2 separate regions of the Xenopus tropicalis genome follow, and region 2 is linked to region 1. Evidence: chromatin contacts called from public Hi-C data. All regions are on one chromosome and are shown on one strand. Each heading gives the region's core, a stretch centred on a gene start, on an enhancer-like site or on the middle of the called end of the contact. The rest is flanking DNA. Distances are from core to core; before and after follow the strand shown. Region 1 holds the start of smyd3 (histone-lysine N-methyltransferase SMYD3). Region 2 holds the start of kif26b (kinesin-like protein KIF26B).

Region 1 (4,173 bases), core at 1,602-4,101:
TTTCACTTCAGCCTTTATAGATTACATTTTTGCCCAACTAATTATATAAGAAATATTTTGTAAATTGTGCAATCTATCTATTTTACCCAGGTTCTTTATTAGACTGAATTGTTCCTTTAAAGGCAATAATAATAATGCAAGTGTCTAGGTTATCATTTTTAAACTCTAGGGAACTGATACAGCTTCCATTATGTATGCAGCACTTAGGAAAAATCAGCTACTAAGGGTGACAGTGTCCCATGCTACAAACAGTACCACCCTTCCCTGTCTTTCATTCTTCACACTATCACTACAATTAGCAAGTTACCATTATACAATGATAAAAGCAGCCCTATCAAAAAGCAGCAGTTGATGCATAGAAGTGTTTTACCCCGTCATACCAGTGTCATTCACAAGACATGCAGATTGGCTGGAAGAATCATGTGTCAATATAAGAAAGCACAATCTGCGACACTGCCACTAGGTTATTGCAATTCTTGGTTTTTCTGATTGGGCACTTCTTTCTGCGAATCGAGTGATGCTGCTAAATAGGCAGAGGCTTAGAAAATCAGTGAAAGCTATTGTACCTGTGAAGACAGTGATCGCACGCAGTCTTTATCCGGCACACAGTATATACGTAGGGCTCAGCAATCATCACCGTTAATCCATGGCTCATATCCTTAAGTGCCCGAACTCCATTACCCTTCCCTGGGCTTTGGAACTTCTCCAGAATTCCCGACATCATGTTGTCAACTATTGCACACTGCAAATGAGATAAACAGCACTTGTGTGTCATTAGCTGCATGGAAAGCGTGGCAAATTGAGAGGTGTACACTAGCCTGCGCAGTGTCCCTGAGTTCAGACAAAAACTTTAGTTCTTTCCAGCAGAGCAAGAAACCTCTTCTGTAAATGCTGTAAGACCTCTTTTGCTCACCTTTCCCCAATCTCTGCGCTCTGAAATATTGCTGTAGCCTGTAGTCTCTATGCAATAATAGTAGACCCCAGATCAATGTATACTGAATGTGCTGATAGTAATAGCAGAGCCCCCACCGCTCTATGCAATAATAATAACAACAGACCCCAGACCTGTGGCTCCCCACTGCATGTGCTAATAGTAATAGCAGACCCCAGACCAGACCCCCTCTCTATGTACTGAAAGGAATAGCAGAGCCAAGACCTATGTCCCCACCCCCCACTCTATGCAATAATAGTCGACCCCAGACCCACTCATAGTAATAGTAGACCCCATATTTGTCGTCCCCTGCAGTGTATGCTGAATGTGTTGAAAGTAATAGCAAACCTCAGACCTGTGGCCCTCCTGCTCTATGTACTGATTGGATTAGCAGATCCTAGACGTATGGCCCCACAACGTATGCAATAGTAATAACAGACCCCAGACCTGTAGCTCCCCACTGAATGTGCTAATAGTTATAGCAGACCTCATACCTGTGGCCCCCCAATGTATGTAGTAATAATAATAAGAGCAGGCCCCAGACCTGTGACCTCCTCACTAAATAGTTGACCCCAGGCCTGTGGACCTCTAAAGTTTGTAATAATAGTAATAGCAGACCCCAGATCTGTGACCTCCCCCCCGCTTTATGCAATTATAGTAACAGCAGACCCCAGACCTGTGCTCTATGTAATAATAGTAGACCCCAGACCCCTGTGCCCCCCTCCCTAATGCATAATTGTAATGTACTGATTATGATAGCAGACCCCAGACCTGTGGCCCTCCGCTCTATGCAATAATAGTAATAGTCGATCCCAGAACTGTGGCACTGAATGAGCTAATAGTAGACCTGTGGCCCCCACTCTATGTACTATTGTGATTATTAGACCCCAGACCTGTTGCCCCCCCGCTTTATATACTGATAGGATTTGAAGAGCCCAGACCTGAGACACCCCCACGCTCTATGCAATCATAGTAACTGTTGACCAACAGCCTGTGGCCCCCTAACGTATGTAATAATAGTAACAGCAAACCCCAGACCTGAGGACCACCACTGAATGCGCTAACAGTAACAGCAGAACCCGAGTCCCGTGGCCCCCCGCTCTATGCAATAATAGTAATAGTAGACCCCAGATCTGTTGCTCCCCCAATGTATGCTAAATGTGCGGCCTGTAATAGCAGACCCCAGACCTGTGACCCCCTGCTCTATGTTGGATTAGCAGACCCCAGACCTGTGGCCCCCAATGTATGTAATAATAGTAATAGACCCCAGACCTGTGACCCCACCCTCCGCTCTATGCAATATTAGTAACAGCAGATCCCAGACCTGTGGCCCCGCCACTCTATTTACTGATAGGATTAGCAGACACCCAACCTGTGACTCTGGCTCTATGCAATAATAGTAACAGCAGACCCCAAACCCCTGGCCCCCACTGAATGTGCTAATAGTAACAGCAGATCCCAGACCTGTGGCCCCGCCACTCTATTTACTGATAGGATTAGCAGACCCCCAACCTGTGACCCCGGCTCTGTGCAATAATAACAGACCCCAAACCCGTGGCTCCCCAATATGTACTAATAGTAATAGCAAACCCCACACATGTGGCTCCCGCAGAATGTACTGATTGTAATTGCAATAACAGTAGCAGCAGACCCCAGACCTGCAGCCCCCTGCTCTGTGTACTGATAGGATTAGACTTCTTCAGCACTGCCGAATTCCTACAGTTACTTACAAGTAAAATACAGATGCTTCTCCGCGTTTCGAAGATTCTCATTGGCTGTGCTTGCTCACATGGCTAGGGAAAGGGGCTGGATTTCCCCATTGGCTGTGCTTGCTCACATGGCTAGGGAAAAAGGGGGCTGGATTTCTGCAGCAGCTGGTCTGGAACGGGGAAGTGTGGCCAGTGCTGGGCTGAGCTTTGCTGTGTGCTGTAGTCCCTGCAGGAATGAAGGGATGTACTGCTAGAGATAAGCAGTCTTTCATTATCTACTTTGTGTGCACTTTAACCCTTTACTCTTCAAACTCTGCCTTATATATTATCCCCCACTTACAATTTGGTGTATTTACATACACATGGTGGGGATCTGGCTGAGCCATAAAATATAGTTAAAGCAAAAGAAAAATGCAAGTGAAAAGCATATCTTGTAAATGAAGGAAAATCACATAACAAAAATACTGGAAGAAGAGAAAACAAAGGGGTAAGGAAAGGAAATAAAAGCAAAGACCTTGGGAAGAAAGGTATATAAGGTATATACTGTGGGAAATGATGTATAATCTGTTTATATAGTGCCAATATATTTAGCAGCTGTTATACAAAGTATAACAAAAATATGACTGTGGCCCTTTTCTCTAAGTCTTTTGTGTACCTAACAAACACTTTTTGGCTAGAAAGTGCTTAAAACACTAGTGCACTTGGTACATGTGATGCTGCCATTCCAACCATGGAAAAGGGGGGGGTTGTAATATGGGTGTGGTCAAAACATTTTGACACTCTCAGTGCGGCATATTCTTTTGTCCCGCTTTTAAATTTATTTATTTTTAAAGGTTTTTATTTTGTTAACAATACATTGAGTTATATAGTGTTATGACCACAGAGATAGTACATGACATTGAGAGAGTTAAATAGATTACCAATCGATGCAATATGGGCAGGCTTGGACAAGGCTTTGCAGCTGTTAGGGAGCCTATTTGATTCCTGTGTTTGGGATTATATAGTAGGGTTTGACTCAGGCTGAGCCTCTATCCAGGGTTCACGTACATTATCCTCTTTTTAATTTTGTTGGGAGGTATGTAGTAATAGTAGACCCCAGATCTGTATGCTGAATGTGCTGAAAGTAATAGTAGACCCCAGACTTGTGGCCACGCTGTATGCACTGCTCAAATAAAATAAATACCCATCACAGTACCACACAAGTGGTACCCCAAATAACAGACCTCAAATCAGCGAGGGACCACAAAGTGAAGGAGATGCGATGAGCAAAGGATTGCTGCAGCACTGAATCAAGCGATCTCTTCTAACCAGGAGGTGAAGGAGATGCAAATAAAGAATACCGCAGAATCGAATAGACCGATTCCTCTGAGCACCAGGAATAAAATGAGGAAGACCGGTAGCAAATAAAAGAATGTAGGAAAACCGAACAGAACCACCAAAGTGGAAGATGCCACTGGCAAGCAACTTGCAATTGCTATGTCACTACTGGAAGTGACGTCACAGCAGTGGGGCATTTCAAAACTAAGGGGCACA
Region 2 (3,872 bases), core at 572-3,071, 490 kb before region 1:
CTAATTTTATTTCCCCTTTAAGCCATAAAAGCCTGCCTGCTACTCTAAGACGTTCATCACTATGTGAAATTGTTATTGCGTAACAAAACCTTTGTTTCAGTAACTAAACATGCTTCTTGAGTATTGTTGGGCATGTAATAAAATTCCACAACACGGCAGTCTGAATTGTGTAACAGCACACGGAGATAAACACATCTATAGCAACAAGGTATTTAAAGTGTAGCTTTGTTGTGCAGGCAACGGCATAAATGCAACATACCCCAACAGTCAGGTGTAAAAAAAATTAGTCTAGAAAATGAAAAGTAAGATGTATATGTGTGCAGACTTGTGTGCTCCTTGTGCTTATTGTCTCATATAAATGTGCCATGTAATAGTTAATGGAACAATGGGCTGTTTGCAGGCTGAACAATTCATAGCTCCAGAGCTGTGTTTAGTAATGGTGGGGTCGGAGCCCAGAGTATCTGGGAGTTGTACAGCAGCAACTGATGATGGCCCATAGATTGGGGATCAATACAAACTGTTATTGTATTTGTCCCTGTTGTGCTGCTGTCACCATGCTGCTCTTTACCTTAACTCTAGGGTTGCCACCTGTTTGGTGAAGAACAATCTCTGTTGTCTTTCCTTCCTGTTTATAACATTGGAAACATACAGGGAACATATATTATTTTTACTGGCCAGGACAGGAAAATAGAGGCCAGGTGGCAAACCTTCTACTATTCCACAGCAGCAGACCCTTCCAATATGCTATTTTTCCAGTGTGTTTTTGCTAATGCTACACAATGGCTGTCACTTCTCACATGGCATTGATTTTACTCAGAAAATGTTTTAGTTTGAATTTTTGGCTGTAATCCACCCCCTTCTGGGTGTTGACATGCGGCATTAAAGAGAATGGCAGCCTACACTTGCATTTCAGCCTGGCATTGGCATTTTCTCCACTGCCTTTTGCTCTGCTGGTGGAAAAACATGTGAGCTCTGCTAATCATCCTTTTGCACCATTTTTCTATCTCCTGCTGTTCTGCTGGGCCCTTTTACATGTACAGTACAAGACAGTCACCCCCTCTCCTTTTAGAAACACCTGCTGTACAGCTGAAATTCACTCCTGTGCACCCATATATATTCATAAAATAAAGATGCAAGGGATGAATTTTTGACAGATCAGTATGACATTTATTATGTTTAGTATCCATGTCTTATTATGTACTTCTTCTATACAATGCACTTAGCTGAAATACCAAGCAGTGGTGTAAATACCATGTGGGCACCATGACACCCCCCCAATAGGGGCCTTCCAGGGGGCCATAACCACATTAGCCACACTGCTGGGTGCAAATTGTTCCCTGAAGCCTGAATGACACTCCTTATGTTACTGATACCATGTTTGGGTGCCACATTAGAAAGGGTTCATGTCAAATAAAGATGGAACCCTGTAGGAAATACAAATTCCTTGAGACCTAGCATTTAGTCATTTGAAACCACATTAAATGGAAAACATCAATGGGGGTGGCCTGAAAAGAAATATAAGCAATACAAATAATAATAAAATGAAACCCTTATATTCATGCTATTATTTGGCGTTTTAGGGGTAAGTGGCCATATTTAGATAGTAGTTCCAAGTTGTAGGTCAGGAAGCAGAATAAGAAGGTTAATAATTTGCAAGCCATAAAAAACACCAATCAGTTCCATCTACAAAAGTGAATTTAACGGTGAACATCCCCTTTCGTTGCATTTTTTTTGCATGGATATGCAGGTAAATTACCGAATGGCAACGTTTCGCTTTGGGAATAAGAAGCAGCCACTGTGGCACTACGTGTGGCACAGCCACCAGAGAGGAGCCCAACAGAAGTGATCTCAGCGCTGCTGCTGCGGCGGAGTCGGAGTCTGACGCTGGCCGAGCATTTCTCGCTTGAGAGAAACAGACAGTCCCTGCTTGAGACAAGAAGCAGTCAGGGGATTAGACATTCACTGCGGGGCACAGGAAGGCATGAAGTGTGAGGGCTGCAGTCTGGATCTTGTTACAGAAAACAACGTGCTGCCAGTGAGTGTCGGGCAAGGTGTGTGCGGTACTAGAGCAAATAAACACAGCTCCCAGCCTACCTCTATACAACAGGCAGCATGAGGGCTGGAGGAGGCTGCTGCTGCCTCTTAACCCTTTCTAGCAATTCGTTCCCTGCTAAGAAGGGGTAGGAACGGACAAGCAACAAGGATATTATTCTGTGCGAGCTCTAGGTGCATTTTAATAGGAAGCAGCCGATTCATACCAGACCTGAGGAGGAAAAGCAAAAGCTTTAGCAGCCAGACCAGGCTCCTCCCACCCACAGGATCCTCTCAAGCATTTCCATGCTGCTTCTGAGGCAGAGAGGCTGCAGCCAGAGCCATGGATTGCCTTTAACTCTACACATTATGCGGACAAGAAGACCGACTGGTTTTTCATTGAAATAGGGGAGCTTTAGGATTTTCCATTTCAGACTACCTTGGATGTACTGTTGTTTTAATGAGCCTTTCTATTACCCTCTGAACCCTGGAGGATATTGCTTGAAGTGAAATATGTTACCCCAGTGGATGTGAAGCCCAAAGCGTGCAGTACCAGCAGCAGCAGGGAAATAAGGAGAAGGTGAAAATGATTTGAGGAAAGGTTTCTGCCAACTGGGCTCATTGCTAGGTCTTCACAGGGGGAACTGGGTTGGTCTGGAAGCACAAAGCCGCCACTTGGCATTCCTACACACTCCTAGTCCAATCTTGGATACAAAGTAACCCACCTACAAGTTGCCTTCAGCACCTCTCACCATGAGCTCAGTGACTGGGAATAAAGACAGGATGGCAGTTACCTCTAGAAGCAGGAAATATGGGGTAAGCCGCCAATTCATTAACCAACATGTATATGTCTAAATACAGAAGCACATTTTCCATAAGCGATATCTTCCTGGCCATGTCGTATCTCCTTCAGTACACAGCACAACTACCCACTCATTATTATCCTATTATTTCTACCTATGCATTCCAGTGGTGCATGCAGTGTTTCCATTCAACAGACATTTCAGTCTCTCACCATTGTAGGGGTAGGAAAGCAGAATTATAGGGAATACACTTGCAATTAAAACATGCAAAGCAAAGGCATGTATATAATGTAGTACATGGAATTCTTTCATGGTGATTCTGTTTTACTGGCTAACATGCACACAATGTGTATAATGCATATACTGTACGTTGACATATTCCTACGCACATGGAGACACTGACAAGGGAAGGTATCAGTCCAAAATACAACAGTAGCATAAGTCTCCCCCAGAGGCGGCAGTATCCCTCAGCTTCTGGCACACATACAGTGCCATTATAGAGATATCAGGCATTCACCATACCTACTGTCATTCTTGCACTCCTCCTGCAGTTTGGCCATGTCGCATGAGCCAGTACAAGCATTGTGCCACAGCACACTATGGGGATCTGTACAGAAGTATGGTTCACTATGTATGCAGTGGTGAGCCTTTATATTACACAGCTCAACCACAGGTCCTACACAGTCACATGTAAACCATATCACAAAGACATAGATCACAAATACACAAGTATATCTGGTAGACATAGTGTGTGGAACAAACATCTGAATCATCTAGTTTTCTTACCTGTCTTGCCATAATGTAATGAAGTAATAACAATCATAAATAAAAAATATGCAAATATTTCCATGAACTTTGTATTTGTTTTTTCTAAGGGTGTTTTGTTAAGGTTTACTAAGATTACCATTCTATTTGTGCCTCATAAAAGGGAAGCAAATATAATGTTGAGAGTGAATGAAGAAATATATACGCTCCTGAGAGATTTTGCACAGTGCTGCTCTGCTAGCTGATCTGGTAGAAAATGTTTGGGTATCCTTG

The links. Hi-C and Micro-C count contacts between places; a contact is called where the count stands out from the background.
Region 2: a Hi-C map of neurula embryo shows a contact between it and region 1, with 2.9 times the contacts expected there. The contact joins the promoter of kif26b here to the promoter of smyd3 in region 1. A contact is called at or near these places in 5 of 5 Hi-C or Micro-C datasets (brain, gastrula embryo, liver and 2 more).

Annotation. Positions count from the first base shown.
Region 1 is chr5:51,485,548-51,489,720 of UCB_Xtro_10.0, reverse strand. It overlaps smyd3 (histone-lysine N-methyltransferase SMYD3), which reads right to left and starts at 2,851. Exons shown (of 13, transcript XM_031902501.1): 1 at 2,662-2,851; 2 at 567-742. The coding sequence starts at 2,703.
Region 2 is chr5:51,973,839-51,977,710 of UCB_Xtro_10.0, reverse strand. kif26b (kinesin-like protein KIF26B) reads left to right here and starts at 1,821. Exons shown (of 15, transcript XM_002931509.5): 1 at 1,821-2,847. The coding sequence starts at 2,785.